Linked DNA regions of Mus musculus: region 1 is linked to region 2. A link is a contact called in public HiChIP or PLAC-seq data. All regions are on one chromosome and are shown on one strand. Each heading gives the region's core, a stretch centred on a gene start, on an enhancer-like site or on the middle of the called end of the contact. The rest is flanking DNA. Distances are from core to core; before and after follow the strand shown.

Region 1 (5,064 bases), core at 1,242-3,741, 830 kb after region 2:
AATACAGTGGATGCTTTAAGGGGTTAAAAACAAGTGGTGAGAAATGCCTGGACTCAGTGATTACAGAAAATGCTGGGCCTGAACTGTGTCTGCTGCAGAAACTGGATACAATGAAGGAATTTACTTGTTCATATAAAGACACTCAGTGCTACCAAGGAGAGCCTTCTTTTCCTATTATTCAAATTGCAATGACAAAATGGAAGTTCTGAAAGCCCAAATGTTTATTCATAATCTTGGCCAAAGTCCACGTTGGAGAACTAAGAGTAAGTTAAAAATTAAAAAAAAAAAAAAAAACTACCGCCAATTCAATTATTTAATTTCACTGTATTAGAGTGCAAGTTGCCAAATGATCTCATTACCAAATTATATCCTAAGGTCATCCTGGGAAAATAAGCTATCTAATGCCAAGCAAACTATCCCCAAGGGTAATTCCTGGGCAATGATATATTTGAGAGTTGCAAGGTGGCTGTGTTTTTTCATAGGAAAGAAATCACTCCTGCTCCTGGTACTCTTTGATGTTACAGCTTACCTAAGCTAGAGCAGGAAAGCATTAGCACAAAGAGTATCACAGAAGACTCATCCAGTGACCTGTAAATGACAGCAGATAGGAGTCAGAAAAGCAACATTACAATAGGTTTTATAAAGAGAAACTTAGGTCTATAAAATTACATGGGGGCCAGGGAGATGGCTTGGCCAATAATGTGCTTACTTGAATTTAGATCCCTAATGGTGACATAAAACTCTAGGTGTGGTTCTGTGTGCTGAGGATGCAGACAGGAGGGTCCCTTGAGTTTCCTGGTCAGCTACTCTTGCTGAGTTGGCAAGCTTCAGGTTCAGAGAAAGACTCTCAGAAACATGGAAAACAATAGAGAAGTCACCTGGTATTGACTTCTGGTCTCTATATCATGATCCCATGCTCCTGTTCATTCACATGTAACACACACAGACACACACACACACACAGACACACACACAGACACACACACACAGACACTCACACACACACAGAGACATACACACACAGACAGACACACACACACAGACACACACACACACACACACAGACACACATACACACACAGACACACACAGACACACAGACACACACAGACATACACAAAGACACACACACACACACACACACACACACACACACACACAGGCTTCTAGAGTTAACCACAAACTTTTTCTATATATTACTCTGACAAGGCATCCATAGTTATTAAACACACAGCCAGGCCACATTATTCACAAAGGCATAAAAGCACAGCAGTGCTCAGTTCTCATGTTTGTGGGCCTATCTTTTAAATGGTGGGGCTTTTTAGAAGCAAAAGGTTCAAGTTGCCTCTTAAAGGAGAAAGTATACTATCCCTACTAAGGGAAGAACTACCCCAGCACAAAGCAGTTTTTCTGTGCCAGGAACAAGTAAGAAACACTAGAAAATGGATATCATAAGAGCTCCCAAAATGGCAGATCTAGGTCAAGAGATATACTTTGGAGGGGCATGGAGACATTAGCTTATTCATAAGCCAGATCTCTTCAAAGACCACAGAGTGTAAAGTATCATGTAATTGATCCAAGCAGCCAACATGTCAATCAAGAGATGTATACTGGGTTGATTATTACGTGAGAGCCATGTAACCCTCCAAGCTCCTTCTAAATTTCTCAAACAAAAAAGAGGGGCATTGTACACAGATCATGTAACCCATGGGCATTATAATACAATTACATCTTAGAAATAATGGTGATGTGATTTTATATGCTATGCCTGCTCACTGTGGAGTGGAGGACATGGCTATCTCTAGGCTTAGAATTCTCAAGTTCTAGGTTTGAATCCAGACTTCAGTTAGACAGCTCAAAGCCTTTCTTAGAGCATTAGAAGGGGTCTGCTTGGAAGGACACACCACCTCGAAACTCAGCTGCAATGTGAAAACTCAGTTTTCTTTTGGCCTCAGCAAGAGCAGAATCTTCCCTCCTGTTGAGAAGGCAGCTCAGGATTTGGTTCCTCTGAGTAGCCAGCCCATCCCTGCACGAGTCACTGGACCACTGCTCACTCTTGTCACACACTATTGCACAATGCTGGCTTCTTTCAATAGGAATGGGTTACGAACTCTGAGAACAGGACTAGTGCGTGGATATGGAGGTTTTAGGGAAAGTGATAAGACAAGATTCTTAGAAAGGTTCACCCACTTGCAAGTGTCAACAGGAAATTCTAGTTCCCAAACCAGCGAGTGAACTGTGCTTGATGAGGGGTAAATCACTTAGCTAGAAGTCAGCCCCAGAAGCAAACCCCGCTGGCAAAATATGGAAGCTTTACAATTTTCAGAGAATTGTGCTGTTAACTGGGAGACCAAGAGATGGCACACACATGCGTGCTATTCTGTTTTACTAAAAGAAAGAGGAAACATCCAACAGAATCCACAGTGCGGTAAAAATGCAGAAGCCCAGAGCATTAAGACCCTGCTCTGCAGGGATCACGATGACAAAGAGGAACCTAAACTATGACAGAAGAAAGTCCTGAGCTGAAGAAGCCCCATTCAGTCAGCAGCATAGCTCTAGCTCAGAGCCTGTGGGAACTGACCTAAAGACCCGTGGGACCCATGGGTGTTACATGTCGGAAATAACTGCAAGGTCTAACTGCAATACACCACAAAGGCATCGTTCCATGTACCTGAGTAAAATAAAGCTTGTCTTAGTCAGGGTTTCTATTCCTGCACAAACATCATGACCAAGAAGCAAGTTGGGGAGGAAAGGGTTTATTCGGCTTACACTTCCATACTGCTGTTCATCACCAAGGAAGTCAGGACTGGAACTCAAGCAGGTCAGGAAGCAGGAGCTGATGCAGAGGCCATGGAGGGATGTTCATTACTGGCTTGCTTCCCCTGGCTTGCTCAGCCTGCTCTCTTATAGACCCAAGACTACCAGCCCAGAGATGGTCCCACCCACAGGGGCCTTTCCCCCTTGATCACTAATTGAGAAAATGCCTTACAGTTGTATCTCATGGAGGCATTTCCTCAACTGAAGCTCCTTTCTCTGTGATAACTCCAGATGGGTCAAGTTGACACAAAACTAGCCAGTACAAAGCTCTTCCAACAGAGGCCAGGAGTAAGTCTCCCTAAACTTTTATGCTCAACAGTCTCTATCAGAGAAGGTTCTATGCTGTGGTAGACACACTGATGTGCTGGTTCTCAGCCTGTGGGTCCCGACCCCCCAGGGGTTCTCATAGCAGGCAGCATGCATATCAGAATTTTACATGACGATCCGTAGCAGTAGGAACATTACAGTTACGAAGCACTAATGAAATGATATGATGGGTGGGGGTCCCCACAACCAGAGGGACGGTATTAAAGGGTCACAACATTAGGAAGGTTGAGAATCACTGCCCTAGGCCCATAGCTGTAAAGTTGTTTTCATTTTTCTGTTAGGAACAAAATGCTATTTCTTGCTATTAAGTGTTTCAAAGAGGTAAAAGTAATGGTGGAACGTCCCCACCCCCATTCACTGAGCATCCATTACAGCCACAAACCCAACCAACTGCCTCTCATCTTTGCAGCAACCTTATAAAGCAGGAATCACTGATCTTGTTTTAAGATAAGAGTAAATTTGAAAGCACTGAAGTGAGACTGTCCTTGGGTCTCACTTCGAAATCACCAAGACTTTCATTCCTATTCTGTTCCCCAGGAGTCAAGCATAAACGCCAAAACACATCTCCACCATGCACAATGGTCTCGAGTACCGTAATTACGTTTGGCTTTGAGGGACCGATTTAAAATACCAAGCCATTTTAGAGATAGGTAGCGTGGTAAGGAAAACATAGACACGAGAGGCTAAACAACAGCCGGGTGTGGTGGGATGGGATGCATCTGTAGTTTCAGAGGCTCTCATGAGCCCTGGGGCTCAGGGACTCAGCTCGCGGAGTGCAGGTGCAGGGCGTGTGCAGATTCTCCCTGAAGACCTTTCAAGGATGTTAGTGTTGCTTTTGTTTTGTCCCCCTTCACTCAGTTCAGAAGTTCATCTCTGCTGGGAACACCCTTGCTAAGGTTCACAGGGAGAAGAAAAGCCAGAGTGGTGCGCTGGACAGTGAGTGTGAGAATAGAGGTCCGTGCTCGGTCTGTTTTCCTCCACAATAGCAGAAGCTGCTGTGCGCAGCAGGCAGGAGTACAAGAAGCCACTGGGAGCAGCTTGTCATGAGTGTGAGACCCATCTCTCCGTCCGCTCCATGCAGACTTGCATCTGGCATAGAGGGTGGGGCCGTACTCATCTCTGTTGCTTTATCGATCCTAGAAGAACTCACTTGTGCATGTGGAGATAAATGAAGTTGTAGTGGCTTTGTAAGTTTCCTAACGCTGTTATTTTGAAATAGGTCTGTGATTGGTTGAAAATAACTTAAAATAACTTTTATTTTCCTTTTGTGTGTGTGTGTGTGTGTTCTGCTTCCATGTTATGTCTGCATTACAAGCAAGCAGTGCCTACAGATGGCCGAGGACTGTGGCAGATCCCTGAAGCTGGACTTAAAGACTGTGAGCCATATGTGGGTGCTGAGAATTAAACTCTGGTTATCTGGAAGAGCAGCCGGTGCTCTTAATCACTGAGCCATCTCTGCAGACTCAAAAGAACTGATAGATAGATGGATAGATAGATAGATAGATAGATAGATACTTGGTCAAGTGCACTAATGCTTAAAAGAGAAGTGTCATGAATGCTTGATTTCTGCTTTTCTAAACTTCCCTTCCTTAGTCAAGGGGACAAACAGTTCAGTATCCCAGGACTGCTGCAAACGGAAGAGACATTCTCTTAGAGCCCTGGAGGGTGGAAGTCTGCTGTCAAGACATCAACTTGGCCAAACACTCTCTGAGGGCACATAACCTCTTCTCTATCCCGATGCCCACCCACAACCCCTGATATATCTGACTCTCTCACCACCATACCCCATGAGGGAGTCTCTGTGCCAAGTCCCCCCAGTTTGTTATAAGAACAGCAGGGCAAGAACTCTAAGTAATAACAAGTTATCAAAGGAAACAAATCTATGACCTAAATATTTCAAGACGGTTCCCAAAAGAACCA
Region 2 (5,429 bases), core at 2,378-4,877:
ATGGGATGAACAGATTAGTTGCTGGTAAAATATGAAGTTGAAAAAGGCATGGCCAGTTAACTGACATTTATATCCCAGCCAAGGATGCTTCGTGGCTCACATTTACTGCCCTACTCCTTGTGAATTCAAGGCCAGCCTAGCTAACATAATGAGACTTAGTCTCAGAAGAAGAAGAAAAGGAGGAGGAAGAAGAGGAGGAAGAGGAGGAGGAAGAGGAAGAGGAGGAGAAGAGGAGGAGGAGGAGGAGGGAGAGAAGGAGAGAGAGAGAGAGAGAGAGAGAGAGAGAGAGAATGAACGAATTTAGAGTAAGAAACAGGAAACCATGTTTGAAAGTCAATAGGTCAATATTCACGACTTACCGAACAAACTTTAGAGATGGATCAGATCAGCCTGGCTGTTTCAGATAACATCTTGGCTAAGTAGAAGACTTGAACATAGAGCTCTTTAAATTATGGGCATGCATCTGTCTCTGCACCCGAGTGTGCTGCCCATGGAGGTCAGAGCTATTAGATCCCCTGGAGCTAGAGTCAGTCACAGGCAGTGACAGCTTCCTGATGTGGGTTATAGGAAGCCAACTGCTGAATCCAGATCCTCGGCAAGAGCAGCACATACTCCTAACTGATAAACCATCTCTCCAGACCCTAAACACATTTTTTTTTTTTGATAGAGGGGATAATGTTAAGTATATCAGTCTATTCTGAATTACTTAAGTATTTGGGGTTTAGGTAAAAATTACTTTCTGTAATCTAATTGCAAAAGGTAGGATTTAAAAGTCCTTTCTATCATTATTAGCATCAAATCCAAAGTGCAACCTTCCCTTGAAACCAGTTTTCTTTTTGCAGAGAAATACACATTTGGATGTTAAGAATAATAGCATCTTTCATGTTTTACTAAATGTTTATCAAGAGCATATGAAGACAAGACACAATAGTACCTTGAGCTAACTCTATTAGCCGGGGTTCCCCAGAGGAACAGAACCAAATGAATATCTTACAAGAAAAGTTATTAGATTGGCTTATACCGTATGGGATAGGTAGTTCAACAACAGTTGTCTACATGCTAGAGAGGCTGAGAACCTAGTAGCTTCTCAGTCCACAGAGCTAAAAATGTCTCCATGGTCCAGCTGCTGATCTCCAGTAATTAGAAGGGTAAAACTGGACTAAGGCATCAGGAAAGGAGGCAGTGGAAGAAAGGGGTCGGGGCAAGGCAGGCAGGTAAGAACAGCAGCTTTCCCTCCGATCACTTCTAATCTGGCCTCCTTGCTGGCAGATGCTGCCCTCCCTAGAGGGGTACCATCATAACATAAAGGAGGGTCTTCCCCCTCCATCAGTTCTTGTAAGAATTATTCTCACAACTGGCCCAGAAGCAAGTCTCTGACAAACAAGTTTAGCCATCACAATCCCAGTATGAAAAATTTGGATACAAACCCCACACTCGACACTCCTATAGCCCATGTGATTTGATTACACATGGAACATAAAATTTAGAGCATGTTTTTGCAACGAGGCAGATCATATTTCTGAAGAGTCATCAGAATCATGAGGGTAGTTCTCCAGAGTTAAACACTCCCATGTTGCCCTGGGCTCTCTCCCTTGAGAGTGAGCGCTGCAGCAGCCATCCTTCACCCTTGCTCCCTGTGTTCTGTCACTAATCACAGGGTGGAAAAAACCACTTAGACATGTGTGTGTGTGTGTGTGTGTGTGATTTGCAGAGTAGAGAGAGGGCCCTGAAACAACACCCTGTGGGGACAAACCATGAAGCTGGTGGAGGATAACCTGAATTAAGGTATAGTACATGTTATTTATAAGTGTTACTATCAACTGTGTTTTCTAATGCTAGCCAAGCTAGAGAGACAAAAATCATTATTAACAGTTGCAAATTTAATTCTGATGAAAATGTGGACTGGGTGCTGTGAGTCTAGATTAAATAACTGATGCAATAGAAAATTAAAGATTAAAAATCCATAGTCGGGATCACATATAAAAATCAATTTGGAAGTAGAGTATTTGCTCATTACATAAGGCATGGAAGTAAAGTTGGGAATGTGGTAGGGGAGGGGACGGGGGGGGGGGCTCCTCACTATTCTGCTTAAAACATTTCATCCTAAGCTTCAGAAATGTGCCTAAGTGATCAGGCAGGAACAGTAGACTCGAGGATAGTAGCTGAGGCTTACTTCGTTTAAGCTATACCCAAGAAGCACACGAAAGAGAAAACTACATGTCAGAATAGCTTTCACTTACTTTTATCAATATAAAATGTGCTGAGTAATTCTCCATCTCTCGGTTTTATCACGGAAGCTGATTTAGGGTTCAATTCAGTCTTATCCTAAATGATAAAGCCGCAGAGTTTGTGAGATAAAGGCGATTCTATACACTCTGTAGATGTCCCAACACTCTCAACGAGGGTTAGTGTGGCTTTTAATTTTCTCACGCTCCTACTTTGGTTATGTGGTATAAGTTCTTTATTTAAAACTGTCGGAAATTTTAAAAAGCAAACACACAAAGAAACTACTATTATGGACCCTCAAATAATAATAATAATAATAATAATAATAATAATAATAATAATCCTGTTTCCCCCGCCCCTGGGCACAAGATTTATATTTATTTACAATCATGGACTGACAAACAGCATGCCAAGAACTCTTGACCGGCAGTCAGGCTCCAGCACAAATGAGACAGGATGGTCCTGATGGCTCTGAGAGCAATCATGGCCCCTTGGGTTGGTTTGGTTTTTAAATTGATTTTTATGGTTGGGCTATACATATCACTGAAAGAGTCATAGGGAGGGCGGTGTCTACAAAACTTAAAAATGTAATATCGCTTAAAAACTTAAAACCCTGACAAGACAGTAACTTATTAAATTGTTTAAAAGAGTTACAGGAAATTCACACCAGCTCAAGAATTCCAAATGTTCACGGATAGGAACTAAAACGTAGGCAATAAGTGATTGCGCAAACCATAGATTTGGGGCAGGAGGGCGTCCTTAAACTTAACCTTGCAAGCCAGATGCAACCATTAGGCCAAGCACCCCCAGCAACAGGGTCCCCTCAGCCGGATACCCGGCCCAAAGCAGCACCTTGCAGCCAGCCTGAGCAAGGGCGCTCGCCGCCCAAAACCACTCTACATCCCGACCTAACTCCTGGATCTTCGTCCCAGCGTTCACACCAACGGTCCAGGTGAAGTTTTAGAATATGGTAATCTCCCGTGGCTGACTTTGGCGGAGTTCACGAGGCGGCAGGGGCTGGGAACCCACTTGGCGTGATCCAGGGCGGTGGCTGACGCGAAGATGGTCTGCAGCCACGGCACGGTCAGATCTCTCAAGAAAAACTAAGTCGATGTCCCTCCTCCCACGCGAACCTCGCCCACTTCTGCCGCTCCGGGCCAAGCTCACCTCGCCGTGGTCCGAAAGTCCCAAACCCACGTCCTCAGTCTGCTGGAACCCATCAAGCATTAGGACCGCGCGGGATGTGCCAGAGCCTTGCAGCATAGCAGGAGGTGGGCGTGGCTTCTCAGAGAGGGCGGCTCCCGGCGGGGAGGGGGGGGCAAACGAGAAGCTCGCGTCACGCCAGATCTAAACGTTGATTGGCTGGAGTGCGGTGCGCGGAGCCCGCCAGCGTCTCCGCCCAGCCCCGCTGCTCCTCCTCCTCCTCGCCAAGCCGCTCTGCCAGCGCCGGCTCGAGAGGGAACGGCTCAGGCCGTCACCGCCAGCCCCGTGCGGACGCGGAAAGGCGGAAGGAGGACGCGCTCGTCGACTTGCTCCTCCCGCACCGGACTCCCCAGCGGGCACAGAGCCCAGGGGAGGAGCCGTCGCGGTCACGCCCCGCCTCCCGCCGGGACGAAGCTGCCGGCCGGCCACCGCCCCCCGTCCCCGGTCGGCGAGACCCGCCCCCGGCCCGCCCCGGCGGCATGGAGGGGCAACGTTCTTGACGGCCGTGCCGCCGCCCGGGCGCTCGGCTCCTCCCGCCGCCCCCGCTCCCTCGCTCGCATGTCCGCACCGCCTTAGCTGAGGATGCTGAGGATGAAGCTGCCACCGAAGTCGACGCACCCCAGCGAGCCGCCGCCCGACGCGGAGGAGCCCGAGGCGGACGCGCGGCCGGGCGCAAAGGCTCCGCTGCGCCGCCGCCGCGACTGCCGCCCGCCGCCGCCGCCCACGGGCCTGCCGCGGGGACCCCCGCCGCCGCCGTCGCCGCCCCGGGGGCTCGAGCCGCCTGTTGCTAGCGGGCCGACGGCGGGCGCGGGCATGCCGGGCGGCGGCGGGCACGCGGCGGCGCTGCGCGAACAGGAGCGGGTGTATGAGTGGTTCGGGCTGGTGCTGGGCTCGGCGCAGCGCCTTGAGTTCATGTGCGGGCTGCTGGACCTGTGCAACCCGCTGGAGCTGCGCTTTCTCGGCTCGTGCCTGGAGGACTTGGCGCGCAAGGACTACCACTACCTGCGCGACTCGGAGGCGAAGGCCAACGGCCTCTCGGACCCAGGGTCGCTGGCCGATTTCCGAGAGCCCGCCGTGCGCTCGCGCCTCATCGTATACCTAGCGCTGCTGGGCTCGGAGAACAGAGAGGCCGCTGGCCGCCTGCACCGCCTCCTGCCCCAGGTGGACGCGGTGCTCAGAAGCCTGCGCGCGACTCGAGCCGAGGGCTCGCGGGGCAGCGTGGAGGACGAGCCGAGTGGCGATGGCGAGCAGGACGCGGAGAAGGACGGCCCCGGCCCGGAAGGCAGTGGCTGCGCCAAGCTCGGGACTGGAGGCGGGCTCGGCTTCAGGGCCCAAGAGGAACTGCTGCTGCTGTTCACCATGGCTTCGCTGCACCCGGCTTTCTCCTTCCACCAGCGGGTCACCCTGAGGGAGCACCTGGAGAGGCTCCGCAGCGCACTCCGGGTGGAGCCGGAGGACGCGGAGGTGGAGCCCAGCAACTTTGCGGGCTCCAGGGCCCAGGTAAGGTGCGAAGAAGTGCAGTCGCAGCTCCGGCCTCCGCCTCGGCGGGCCTCAGAATCCAGCTCTGACCCCAGCCTCATGCAGGTGTCTCGGAATAACCACTCCGCGGCTCTCAGCCATGGGTAGTCATCGTCATTTTCTTGGGTGGCTCATTTCCAGTCACCCACATGCACATTGAGCCACCCGCCATAACAGAATGCTCTAGAATTCTCTTCTGATGTGCACGAGTTATCACGGAAGACTGGAGCTCCCTGACCCTAGACCTCAGAATTAGGAGGCTCGTGGGACATTTTGGGCTCGAGTATTTGGGTGCTAGGTGCAAGGGGAAAAGCCAAGCGCTTGGGGCTGTCAACCACCGTCCGTTTAGCCCTGGGTGGGCTGTTTCCTAGTCTCAGCCTGTTTAAAAACCGCCTTACCCCTTGGCACTGCCAGGTTACTGTGGCATAAGGAACTTTTTATACTTAGTGTGTGCTAATTAAGGTTTTGAATAGGTCTTTTGG

What was found. HiChIP or PLAC-seq counts read pairs in DNA pulled down with a chosen protein or histone mark.
Region 1: an H3K4me3 HiChIP or PLAC-seq map of bone marrow-derived macrophages shows a contact between it and region 2, with 3 times the contacts expected there. The contact joins the enhancer-like site here to the promoter of Zcchc2 in region 2. A contact is called at or near these places in 6 of 39 promoter capture datasets (the 3T3-L1 cell line, the C10 cell line, the HPC-7 cell line and 1 more), 5 of 115 datasets of contacts at active chromatin or transcription factors (astrocytes, bone marrow-derived macrophages, embryonic stem cells and 2 more) and 1 of 9 other capture datasets (adipose tissue).

Annotation. Positions count from the first base shown.
Region 1 is chr1:106,813,015-106,818,078 of GRCm38.p6, forward strand. No RefSeq gene overlaps it. Among named protein-coding and RNA genes, the nearest start is that of Vps4b, 19 kb to the left of the region's middle. Within about 2 kb of position 2,492, at least 39 of the 459 cell types and tissues checked have an H3K27ac peak or open chromatin away from gene starts, as enhancers often do. A contact at or near this core is called in the HPC-7 cell line and bone marrow-derived macrophages, where this site is marked.
Region 2 is chr1:105,986,779-105,992,207 of GRCm38.p6, forward strand. It overlaps Zcchc2 (zinc finger, CCHC domain containing 2), which reads left to right and starts at 3,628. Exons shown (of 14, transcript NM_001122676.1): 1 at 3,628-4,929. The coding sequence starts at 4,012. It overlaps Gm7160 (predicted gene 7160), which reads right to left and starts at 3,504. Exons shown (of 3, transcript NR_151625.1): 1 at 3,394-3,504; 2 at 2,241-2,325.